2 separate regions of the Arachis hypogaea genome follow, and region 2 is linked to region 1. Evidence: chromatin contacts called from public Hi-C data. All regions are on one chromosome and are shown on one strand. Each heading gives the region's core, a stretch centred on a gene start, on an enhancer-like site or on the middle of the called end of the contact. The rest is flanking DNA. Distances are from core to core; before and after follow the strand shown. Region 1 holds the start of LOC112742963. Region 2 has its middle 6.6 kb from the start of LOC112743754.

Evidence for each region. A called contact is a pair of places that touch in the nucleus more often than the background predicts.
Region 2: a contact with region 1 is called in a Hi-C map of leaf, with 3 times the contacts expected there. The contact joins the enhancer-like site here to the promoter of LOC112742963 in region 1. A contact is called at or near these places in 2 of 8 Hi-C or Micro-C datasets (both in leaf).

Annotation. Positions count from the first base shown.
Region 1 is chr14:114,727,426-114,734,360 of arahy.Tifrunner.gnm2.J5K5, forward strand. It overlaps LOC112742963, which reads left to right and starts at 2,394. Exons shown (of 2, transcript XM_029292499.1): 1 at 2,394-2,768; 2 at 2,925-3,755. The coding sequence starts at 2,394. The coding sequence ends at 3,755.
Region 2 is chr14:114,837,935-114,844,371 of arahy.Tifrunner.gnm2.J5K5, forward strand. No RefSeq gene overlaps it. Among protein-coding and RNA genes, the nearest start is that of LOC112743754, 6.6 kb to the right of the region's middle. Within about 2 kb of position 5,112, at least 2 of the 3 cell types and tissues checked have open chromatin away from gene starts, as enhancers often do.

The DNA of each region.
Region 1 (6,935 bases), core at 1,144-3,643:
TGCAATTCGGTGCTTGTTTGTTAATAAATTGGAATTTAACAACAAAATAAAGGCATTACCAACAAATTTGTCTAATGAATTTCAACTCAACAACTGCTCCGCCACATAACCCAACCATTAAAATTAATCAACAGCACAACAACAACACACAAGATGTGGACTACCTACCAAGGACGGATTTATGTATAAGGCAGTGGGGGCAACTGCCCCCAGTCAAATTTCAAATAATAAAGAGTACTTCTTAGTGAAATGTCTAGATTGCCCCCATTATATAATTACTTTTGCCCCCAGCCCAAAGCCCCAGCCCCAAATCCCTAAACTATTCCCAGCCCAAAGCCCCAGCCCCAAATCCCTAAACTGTTCCCAGCCCCCAGCCCAACTTCTTCTCTCTTTCTCTCCAAATCCCTAACTTTTCCAGCCTCTGCCTTCCAACCTCCAAGCCCCAGAATTACTGCCGCCAGACCAGACTCCGCATTTTTGCCGCTCTGTGGCTCCGCCAGACCGCCAGTGTGGGCTGTGTGGCAGTGTCACTAGCTCCCTGTCACTCCGCGTTTCTGCTCCTCGCGACTCCGCAGTCTTCACGACTCCTTGTATCGCCGCGATTCTCCCGCGTGGCTCCGTCTCTGTTGGTTTCTCCTTGCATCGCCGCCACGCCGCGCCTAGGAGTTCTCACTTCTTAGGTTCTACCTTCTTTTGCGCCACTGCTTATGATTTGTGATTTTGGTGGATCTGCTGCTGCGTTCCTCTTCTGCGTTCCTTCCTTTGACACTCAGCAATTCGGCATCTGATTCTGCGATTCTGCCTTCTTCTTCAACGAACATCCATTTCTTCTGGGCTTCTGGAGTTCTGGTTGACTGGTTCTTTTTTATTCTACAATCCTCTTCTCTGTTGCCACTAGCGCCACACCGCTACTGGGTGTCTGGGTCATCCTCCTGAAGTTTAGTTTGCCTCTTGGTACATGATTGGGAACCCAAATCAACCTTTCAACTTATCAAGAGTGATAAACAACAAACAATTCTCAAGTCTACCCTGTAACCAATTAATTATAGCATATGTATATGATAAATAAATAAGCTTTTGGGGTGGGGAATGGTCGAATGTGGATTTAGAATAAAGGAATGGTTTGTGACTGAATAAGAATTAATAGTTAAGAATCAATAGGTCTTAGGTCAGGTGGTATTGTGTATTTGTCATAGTTATCAGAACCGAACCGGCAATCGACTCGGCCAAGTTACTGGGTCACTGGGTCATTGGTTCAACCGGTGGGTCACTGGTTCAACCGGTTGACCCGGTCATAATTAAATAATTATATAATTTTTTTATATCAAATTAACTTATTTTCTAATTCATTAATTAATTAGTATCTATTACATTATTCAAATATATGTTAAAAAAATATTAATATTAATAGATGTCATATAATTATCAGTAACAAAAATATGTCATGATTAATAAAAAAATTTTGCTTATCTTTTTTTAATTTATTGATATTTAACAAAGTTTAATTTTTATTTTAATAATGATATAATTAAAAAATAATTAATCTAAGAAAGAGTAAATATAAAATAAAAATAAATTAAATTAATATGAACAATTCATTAGAACAAAAAAATAAAAAATATATTAAATTTGCATGGCTAAAAGAATTAATATATAAATTATTAATTAGGATATATCTAATAGTTAATAATATATTCATAGAAAGATAAATTATAACACAAAATGTAAGCTTGTCCTAGTGGTAACAGGCTCCCTTTATAACTTGACTGATGCAAGTTCGAATCCCAGCGCTGGCATATGCTTCAAATTTTTGAAATTTGAGTGACGCGTGCTGACATCATCGGGCTGTGTGATGACGCCATCGGATCAACCGGCCCGGTTCGAGCCCCGGGTTTGATCGGGTTTTTCGAATTTGACCGGTTCGCATGCTTATCCGGTTAGATTGTTAATCCGGACCGGCTTATGGTCCGGTTCACCAGTTTTCCGGTTGAACCGACCGGTCCGGTCCGAGTTTGATAACTATGGTATTTGTGTTGGTTTTCATATACTTAATTCACTTAGTTGCTTCATTCATCTTTTCGTTCATTTGTTTCATTGTTTGATAAATGAAAATTTTATATAGTTGGTTTAGAAATTGTGAATTTGTGATTGAATTTGTTCTGATGTAATTTGTGATTGAAATTGTGAATTTGTGATTGAATTCGTTAATTATTTTTGTGTATTGAGTTATTTTGAATTAGAAATTTGGGATATTATTAGTTGCTAGCTTGCTGTTGTTGTTAATGGATCAATTTTTTATTTATATTTTTATGCTGAACTTCTCAATTTGGGAAGAATTGTAAATTAATTTTATTAATGAATTAATTTAGATTTATAATTTTAATCTATTAGTGATGGAGAAATATTTCAAAAGAACTTCATCATTGGAGATTGGATCCCAAAACAATTCATCGAGCTCTTCTAACAAGAGGAGATTTTTAGAATTTGAAGTAGAGAGTCTCATAGCAGATCCAGGACAACGACCAAAGATTTCAAGTTATCATCCGAATGACAGAGACAAAGTTAGATGCGCGTATTTGCAAAGAGGTCCTTGTCAACCGAGAACTCATGATTTTTTGCAAACTGCTTGTGGTTCTTCTTTTCGAAGATTCAATCCTAGTTGGTTTGATGATTATGGAAATTGGTTAGAGTATAGTATATCAAAAGATGCTGTTTTTTGTCTTTGTTGTTATCTTATGAAACTTGAGAATGATGGTGGCAATGCTTTTGTAACCAATGGCTTTTCAAATTGGAAAAAAAAAGGAGAGATTACAAACTCATGTTGGGATTCATGATAGTGCTCATAATCAAGCTTGGAGAAAATGTGAAGCACTTATGAAGCCAAAACAACACATTAGTGCTGCTATTGAAAAAAATCTGAGCAGGCTAAAAAGAATTATCAAATTCACTTGACAGCTACAATTGATTGTATTAGATTTCTTTTGCGACAAGGATTGACCTTTCGTGGTAATGATGAGACAGATGATTCTGTTAATCAAGAAAATTTTTTAGAACTTCTAAACTTTCTTGCACAACATAATGAAGAGATTGATCGTGCTTTTAAAAATGCTCGTGGGAGTCTTAAACTAAGAGCTCTCTCAATTCAAAAAGATATTGTAAGAGCGGCTGCAAGTGAAACGACAAAAGCTTTTGTAAATGATCTTGGGGATGAATTGTTTGCTGTTTTGGTTGATGAAGCTCGCGATATTTCTATTAAGGAGAAAATGTCTGTTTGTTTAAGGTATGTGAATAAAGAAGGGCAAGTTAGGGAGCATTTTCTTGGTCTTGTTCATGTTTCTAATACTAATGCTTTATCTCTAAAATTAGCATTGGAGTCATTATTAGAAACATATAATTTAAGTTTATCAAGAGTACGTGGCCAAGGATATGATGGTATAAGTAATATGCAAGGAGAATTTAATGGTTTGAAAACTTTGATATTGAAAGAAAATTCGTATGCTTTCTATGTACATTGCTTTGCCCACCAACTTCAGTTAGCTCTTGTAACGGTTGCAAAAAAACAAGTTGAAATTGCTTTGCTTTTTAATTTGTTAACCAATTTGTGCAATGTTGTTGGAGCTTCGTGTAAACGAAGAGATATGCTTCGTGATAGTCAAATGACTAAGACAATTGAAGCATTACAAAGTGGAGAAATTTCTAGTGGGCGTGGGTTGAATCAAGAAATAGCTTTGAAAAGAGCTGGAGATACTAGATAGGGTTCACACTATGGAACTATACTTCGATTAATTTCTTTGTTTCCTTCCGTGGTCAATGTTCTTGAATATGTTGAGAAAGATGGAAATAATTCAGAACAAAGAGCTGAAGCATGTCATTTATTGAATGTCATTCAATCCTTTGAATTCATTTTCAACTTACACTTGATGAAAAATATTTTGGGAGTTACTAATGAATTATCTCAAGCATTACAAAGGAATGATCAAGACATTGTAAATGCTATGGCATTGGTTAAAGTGTCTAAGCAACGATTGCAAACTATAAGAGATGATGGTTGGTCTCTTTTACTTGATGAAGTCTCATTATTTTGTGACAAACATAATATTACCGTTCCAAAAATGGATGATATATTTGTGTCACAAGGAAGATCAAGACGCAAAGCTCAAAAGATCTCAAATTTGCATCATTTTCAAGTTGAGATATTCTATCAAGTAGTTGATAGACTGATAAACCACTATTTTATGGTTTATATTGTGTTTAATTGTGTGGTTTTATCATGATCCTTGCCCACTTATTCATCAATTTAGCATGCATTTAGATTTCCTTCCTAAATTCAGTACATGTTTAAAAACTGCTTCCTAGAGACTTAAATTATTTACTTTTAATTCTCCTTTATTCCATTCGATGCCGTGATCTGTGTGTCAAGTGTTTCAGGCCTTATAGGGCATGAATGAGATGGAGATTGGAGAGGAAGCTAGCAAAAATGGAAGGAACACAAGAATTTAAGGAGATAACCAGCGAGAAGTGACGCGGTCGCATGGCTCACGCGACCGCGCGAAGGAGCGCAAATCGCAGCGACGCGGCCGCATGGCTTGGGCGGCCGCGCAGATTGGAAAGTGCTAGTGACGCGGTAGCGTGGACGACGCGAACGCGTGGAGAGGAAAAAGCGCAAGCGACGCGTTCGCATAGACGATGCGATCGCGTGACATGTGTGATCTGCATAATCTGCAGAATCTGCTGGGGGCAATTTTGGGCCTTATTCCAGCCCAGTTTTCGGCCCGGAACAGCAGACTAGAGTCAGAGAATATGCAGAAACAACAGAGACATTCATTCAGTAGTTTTAGATCTAGTTTTTCACTCTCTTAGGTTTTTCTCTCTAGTTTTAGGATTTTAATTTTCAATTGATCTTAGCATTGGAACATTGAGAAGAGTTATTTCCTCATCAAGACATCATCACTCTAGTTTGTTCTCTTAACTTGGTTCTAATCTTCCATGTTCTTTGTTATGTTCAATTTTGTCACTCAGATACTTTTATAATTATTTAATGCAAGGATTATTTCTTTTTAATTCAATTTCAATATCAATAATCATGTCTTCTTTTAATTTCCTTTCATATGCCATGGATTCTTTATTTACAATGCGTGAGTAGTTCCCTTACTTGATGGGGAGTTGATTAAAAGGAACTCTTGAGTTGGAAGGATTGAAAGAAAATTTGTAATTGGGTTAAATGTTGGATTGCTATCTTGTCACAGACGCCAATCCCTTTGAACTAAGTGGGTTGCAACTTGTGAACAGATCTGGCATTCCCACTTGTTTGACTTTCCTTTACCTAGTAAAGGATAACCAAACAGAACAACCATTAATTATAAATTAATCTTACAATCACACCATCAATGATAGAGATTCCAACCAATCAATTCCCAGTCAAGGCTTTTATTTATATTATTTAAAATTTCTCAATTTAATTCCCAATTTACCTAGCTCAACTTCTTGGAACATCTGATTAATAAAACAGCACACTTTTCTGCAACTCGTTGGGAGACGACCTGGGACTTAAAACTCCCAGTAATTTTAATTTAAACTCTCTGTGACATATTTCTAAGTTGATAGGCAGATTTTCGGTGAGTTAAGAACTATACTCGCAACGTAACCATTTTAATAAATTTTTAATTCACCAGCTTCTGCTTCCCATCAATTTTTGGCGCCGTTGCCGGGGATGTTGCAATAGAGTGCTAATTTTATTAATTAGAATTTATTTATTTGCATTTTATTTAATTTTGCTACTATGAGCTACATGTTTCTTCCGTCAAATGACACGTTCACTTTCTGATCCGCGCTTGCTAATATTCGATCCTGAAATTGAAAGGACAATTTCACGAATAAGGCGAGAACAGCGTAGGTTAGCCCGCTTTGAGGGCGGATCTGAAAGTGAATTTGAGAAAGAAACCAGCTCCCGTTCTACTGATTCGGTTGTTTTACGTGCAAAAAACATGGCAGCTAGAAGAGTTACCATTCAGGAGGAAGGAGCTCCTGATTTTACAATGCAACCATTTCAAGCGCATCATCCAGCGGTAGCTATGGATTTTGAAATAAAGACCGCACTGCTAAATTTGATGCCCAAGTTTCATGGCCTACCTGCTCAAGAGCCTATCAAGCACTTGAGAGATTTCCAGGCAGCCTGTTCTACTGTCAGGCGTGATGGCATTGATGAAACTTCAATTCTGCTGAAAGCTTTTCCGTTCTCTCTTGAGGGAAAAGCAAGAGAGTGGTACTACACTCAACCTCTAGCAAATGTATCCAACTGGGATACACTCAGAAAGGAGTTTCTGGAGAAATTCTTTCCATCTGAAGTTACTGATAAACTAAGGAAGGATCTCTACAATTGTTCAGGATGACAATGAGACTCTCTTTGAATACTGGGAGCGCTTCAATAATCTTCTGGAAGCATGCCCCCACCACATGATTGACAAGATCGTGCTACTCAGCTATGTCACACAAGGAATGAGGCCCCAGGATAAGACCACATTGGAAAGTGCCAGCAATGGGTCTATGAAGAAGTACAAGACCACTGATGAAGCTTGGCAATTGATCAGTGATTTAGCTGAATCTACTCGGAACCACAGACAGAAGCAAGGCCGTTCAAGGGCCGTTTGGTGCGCAGAAATTGTGATTACACTTTGATTATGTAAAATTCATCGCTCTTTCTTTCCCTGGTAATGGCGCTAAAAACATGATGCCAATACCATGGTTCACAACTTCGCACAACTAACCAGCAAGTGCACTGGGTCGTCCAAGTAATACCTTACGTGAGTAAAGGTTGAATCCCACGGAGATTGTTGGTATGAAGCAAGCTATGGTCACCTTGTAAATCTCAGTCAGGTAGATATAAAATAGTAATGGGGTTTTCGAAAATAATACTAAAATAAGGATAGAAATACTTA
Region 2 (6,437 bases), core at 3,862-6,361, 110 kb after region 1:
TAAGGTCACTTGAGTATTTTTGTAGGTTTGCCTAGCATCCAAGAGAAAAGACAACATGTGGTATATAGATAGTGGATGCTCTAGGCATATGACCGGAAAGTCAACATTCTCCATCAAGTTTGATGAGTATGATGGAGGATTTGTTACTTTCGGTGACAATGGAAAAGGAAAAATTGTGGCCATAGGTAAAGTGGGTAAGAACTTTTCTTCTTTCATAAATGATGTTTTACTTATTGATGGATTGAAACTTAATCTTCTAAGCATTAGCCAATTATGTGATCTTGGATATTTGGTTATATTTAGAAAATTGGATTGTTTAGTTGTTTGTGAGAAATCCGGTGATGTTTTGTTTGAAGCAAAAAGATGCAACAATGTGTATGGACTTACTCTAGAGGATTTAAAAGATCAAAAAGTAACATGTTTTACATCTATAGAATCTAAAAAATGGCTTTGGCATAAGAAATTAGGACATGCTAGCATGTACCAAATTTCTAAGCTTGTTAAGAAAAATTTGGTTAGAGGAATTCCAAATATCAAATTTGACAAAGACATTACTTGTGAAATTTGTCAATTAGGCAAACAAGTAAAATCTTCTTTTAAACCCAAAGATAGAATTTCTACTAAAAGGCCATTAGAGATGTTGCATATTGATCTTTTTGGTCCCACTAGAACTCAAAGTTTGGGAGGTAAACAATATGGTTTGGTTGTGGTTGATGACTATTCAAGATATGGTTGGGTTCTTTTCTTGGCTCATAAAAATAATGCTTTTTATGCCTTTTCTTCTCTTTGTAAAAAGATTCAAAATGAAAAGGATTTAAAAATTGCTCACATTAAGTGACCATGGAAAAGAATTTGAAAATCAAGATTTTGAAAGCTTTTGTGATGATTTTGGAATAACATATAATTTTTCATGCCCTAGAACACCTCAACAAAATAGAGTTGTTGAAAGAAGGAATAGAAGCCTTCAAGAAATGACTAGGGCTATGCTTTGTGAAAATGATGTTCCAAAATTTTTGTGGATCGAAGCTGTAAATACAGCTTGTTATATCCTAAATAGAACTATCATTAGAAAATGCTTGAAGAAAACCCCATATGAGTTTTGGAAAGAAACTCCCCCTAATGTCAAGTACTTTCATATTTTTGGATGCAAATGTTTTGTACTTAAAAACAAAGAAAATATTGGTAAATTTGATCTAAAATTATATGAAGGAATGTTTGTAGGGTACTCAACCACTAGCAAAGCATTTAGAGTTTACCTTAAAGAACATAGAACTATTGAAGAGTCCATACATGTATCTTTTTGTGATGCTAACTCTATACCTAGTGCTATTATAGATGATGATGGAAGAAGTGAATCTGAAGCAAGCCCTCAAGATCAAACAAACTCCAAATCTATCCCTGCTGTTGAAAATGTCAGTCCAGAAACTTCTCCTCAGATCGAAGGAGACATTTCCATTTTGTCTCCTTACCAAGGCAAAAAAACCAAAACAGTGAACTCATCTGAAACTTGTCAAAGCAAAGCCTCTACTCAAAAGCCACGTAACTGGAAGTTTTTGAAGGATTACCCTCATAAATTCATCATTGGTGATCATCCACAAGGCATAACCACAAGATCCTTGGTGTGTGAATCCCCATGCTTCGTACAACTGAACTAGCAAGTGCACTGGGTCGTCCAAGTAATACCTGAGCGAGTCAGGATCGATCCCATGAAGATTGTGGTTTGAAGCAAGCTATAGTTATCTTACAAATTTTAATCAGGTGAGTAGGAATTTGTTATTGGATTTGGTGAAAAGCATAAGAGGAATAAAGAAAAAGGGTAATCAGAACTCAAAAGTCGTGTAAACTATGATAAGAAGGTGGTTAAGGCTTGGAGTTGCTTTGTCCTTCTGGATTAACTCTGATATTACTGTCTTCTTCAATTGTGAATGATTTCTTCAATGGCAGGCTGTATGTGATTGATGCTGGTTTGAGCAGCCGCCAATACTCCTCCAAATCTGAACACCAGGGTTAGTGCGTATCCAGTTTGATTGAGGGTGAATCTCCTACAGTCCATTCTCCTTAGTGATCCTACTCAAGACACCATAGACAAGGTCGGATCTTCTGGATCAGAGAATGCTGTGCCTTTGGATTCTAGCCTCTACCATAGAGACCCTAATCTCCCCATACCTCGGCTGAACTGGTGTCTCGAGAAGTCCCCAACGAAGCCGTGAATTAGCCGTCTGAGAGATGTATAATCAAGCTGGCGGTTCGATGCTTTCCAGTCACGTATTCATATGAACCCAAGAAGACATGAGTGATTGTCAGACACACGGTCTTAGTATGAAAAACGGAGCTGATTGTCATGGATCATCCCATTCATCAAGTTGAAGAACGAATATACATATTAGAATTGAATCAAACACGGATTGAATAGAAACAGTAATACTTTTATTAATTCATAGAACTCAGCAGGGTTCCTCCCCTCAACCTAGGAGGTTTAAAAACTCATACTGCTAGGAAATACAATGATGAACGAAAAATGGCATAAAAGCTTCCTATGATTATGTAAAATATCCTTTAAATACTAAACTAATGACTAAGGATTACATAAGAAAGGGTAAAATAGTCTTTTAGTGCTATAATCCACTTCTGGGGCCCACTTGGTGAGTGTTTGGGCTGAGTTTTGATGAGATCCACGTGCTAGGAGGCCTCTAGGGCGTTTAATGCTGGCTAGGGGTCCTCTTTGGGCGTTTGGACGCCTGGTCTCCTTCTTTAGGCGCTGGACGCCTGGAATGGGGGCAGGAAGCTGGCGTTGGACGCCAGTTTTGGGTCTTCTAATATGAAGCAAAGTATGTACCATTATACATTGTTGTAAAGCTCTGGAAGTCATATTTTCATATCCATTAAGAATGCTCTATTTGGACTTCTGTAGCTCTAGAAAATCTCTTTCGAGTGAAAGGAGGTCAGATCCGGACAGCATCTGCAGTGCTTTCTCTGTCTCTGAATCAGACTTTTGCTAACTTTTGCTCCAACTCCTCAATTTCATCCAGAAAATACCTGAAATTGTACAAAAATACACAAACTCAAAGTAAAATCCAAAAATATAAATTTTACACTAAAACATATGAAAAGTTAATAGAAATTAAATAAAACATGCTAAAAATTATATGAAAATAGTGCCAAAAGACGTATAAAATATCCGCTCATCAATCCTCAAGCAAGAAGCAAGAGGATGCAAGCAACGTTTCCTTCTTGTCCTAATTGGGACCTCTCAATGTGAATCAAGCTCTAGAAGACCCCTCATGGGTAAAAGCCATGGAAGATGAGCTGTCCCAATTTGAAAAAAATGAGGTCTGGACACTTGTACCATACACTAATGGTAAAAAGGTAACCGGTGCTAAGTGAATTTTCAAAAATAAATTGGGTGAGGATGGTAGTGTTGTGTGTAACAATGCTAGATTAGTGGCCCAAGGTTACGATCAAGAGGAAGGCATTGACTTTGATGAGTCATTTGCCCTGGTAGCAAGAATGGAAGTAGTTCGGTTGCTTCTTGCCTATGCTGCCCATAAGGACTTTAAAATGTTCCAAATGGATGTTAAATGTGCCTTTTTAAATGGTTTCATTGATAGAGAATTATTTGTAGCCTAACCCCCCGGTTTTGAAAACAAAGATTTTCCAAATCATGTTTTTAAACTTTCAAAGGCCCTTTATGGCCTTAGGCAAGCTCCAAGAGCTTGGTATGAAAGGTTTAGTGCCTTCTTATCGAAAAATAAATTTCAAAGGGGTACTACCGATACCACTCTATTTATAAAATAATATAATGATGACATTTTACTTGTTCAAGTTTATGTGAATGATATTGTGTTTGGATCGGCAAATGAATCCTTGTGTGAAGAGTTTGGAAAACTAATGACTAGTAAGTTTGAGATGAGTTTGATGGGAGCATTAACTTTCTTTCTTGAACTTCAAATCAAACAAACTCCTAGTGGCATCTTTATTCACCAAGAAAAATATGCCAAAGAATTAATCAAGAAATTTGGTTTAGAAAATTCCAAACTAATGGGAACTCCCATGCATCCAAACACTAAACTTGACAAAGATAAAAATGGCAAAGATGCTGATGAAACAAGGTATAGAGAAATGATAGGATCTCTCATGTATCTTGCATCCCATAGGCTGAATATTGTTCAAAGTGTGGGTGTATGTTATCGATTTCAATCTCACTCAAAAGAATCACACCTTTTGGCCGTAAAAAGCAATTGGTTGACATTTTCACTAAACCACTATGTGAAGATAGATTTTATTTACTGAGAACTAATCTGGGAATGAGGAATTTCAATTCTATCGAATAAATTGGTAATTTTTTTGTTTCTGTGTGTTTTTGGTGAGTGGCAGCTGATGGGTAAAAGGGGATTAGGGTTTTGTGTGTTTAATTGTTTAGGGTTAGGAATTTTTGGGTAAATTAGGGTTTAATAAATTTTAAATCAAATTAGGTTATATTGTATTAATTTTGAAATCTAATTTAATCCCTCAAAATTATTTTTAAAATATTATTTAATTATCAATTTACTAATTAACTTTTAATCAAATATTCTAATTTAAAATTAGAGATAATATAATTATTTTTTTGTTTATAAAAAATTAAGTATTAAATTTCAAAATCTCAATTATATAAATAAAATCATATAAAATTCTTATTATTTTACAACTACTAAAATTTATAATTTAAATATAAAAAATATTCAATAATTATAAAATCAGATAAAAACCTTAATTTATTTTAAACTCAATTTATCAAAATTTGTTTTGATTATCTTTAATAAGATATTTTTAAAATTAAAGTTTTTAATAAATAAATAAATTAAATTTAACTCATAATAAAATTTTTTTAAAAATTCTGAGTCTTACAAAAATTAATTTTCTCAAATATTATAATTCTATAAATTTTCAAAGTTGAAGCACAAAATATATATTGACATAAAATTCGTTAAGAACTATCAAATAGATTAGTGGATATTTTCGTCGAAGACAAAAATTAAAAAGTAAATGCGTTGTGGACCATAGGGCCGAAGTGCAGCATATAATAGGATATTATTTTCAAAAAGGCCCACAGGATATGTCCAAACCAAAAGCTCCACAAGACCAAGCCTATATGAATAAGTGTGCTGAGCCAATTCATGGGTTATGAGTTATGACCCAACAAGTGAACAACCTGCTTAATTTTCTTGTTTGGCCTATTATTAATTAATTTATTTTCGTTAGGTAAATGTTTGTGTCAAATTTCATTTTTGTTTCTAACGTTTTATTTTCATTATATTTTAATTCTTAAATAAAAAATTTAAATCATACTCTTTTAGTTTTTTTCTTTTTCTCACTTTTTTTTGTCATAAAATCACTACCACCAAGGCCTCACCACCACACCACAACACTATTACCTCTCTACTTTCTCTTCGTTCTTTTTTCTCTTCTTTTCTTTCGACCTTTTTGTTTGAGATGATATATGTGCTAGGATAGTGATACTATATTGGTAATAGAGTGATAAGAAAAAAAAGAGAAAGAAAAAGAAAAGGATGGTGTTTACATTGGCAATAAAAAGAAGATGATAGGAATAAAAGAAAATAATAACTAAAAAGGAGTATAGTTGAAATAATAAAAAGGTTAGAGACATATAAAATATGACCTAACTTAAATATTAGATACTAAAATAATATTTTATTCTAACTAATGTCTTTTTACTTATAAAATGTTACCTTCTTTCATTTATGGTTTTTATATTATATTTTGATATTTTCTTTCTTTAAGTAAATTTATTTGCTATTATACACTAATAACTAATTTTAATAAAAAATAGTTGATTTTATGAGAATGCTGATGCAAATAAGGATGTTTAGTTTGATGTATAATTAACCAATTACTTTGGTCTCTAGGTGATTCTCTTATTAATTAGTTTTCTATCTATTGTGTCCACTTTAGTCATTTTAAAAAAATTATGTGATCATATATAATTATTTTTAATAATAAGAAATTATGGTATATTAATCTATTTTGACTTTCACTATAATATAATATGCAACAATAATGGTATGCGATAAAATCTAATTTTATGTAAATTATTGTATGTATTTTTAGAGATTTCATGTAATTTTTCTTTATTTTTGTACTTAATTGACTAGATTTGTCACTCTTGATTCTAATTGCGATTAACAATAAATTTATATGATTCTTGACCATAAATTGAATAAGTTTAGGTTCAGGTGGACGTACGGAATATGACTAAAAGAGGAAAGAATCACAAAACAAAAAATTTAATATTTGTGGTCTCGCCCAAGCAAAGAAGTGTCACGTAGGTAAAATATTACCCAAACAACATTTGTCGCTCAAGCGAAATTTCGCCCAGACAAGATTTTTCACCTAAACGACATTTTCGTCATGTGCCTGGGTTAACGAGCATGTGGGTT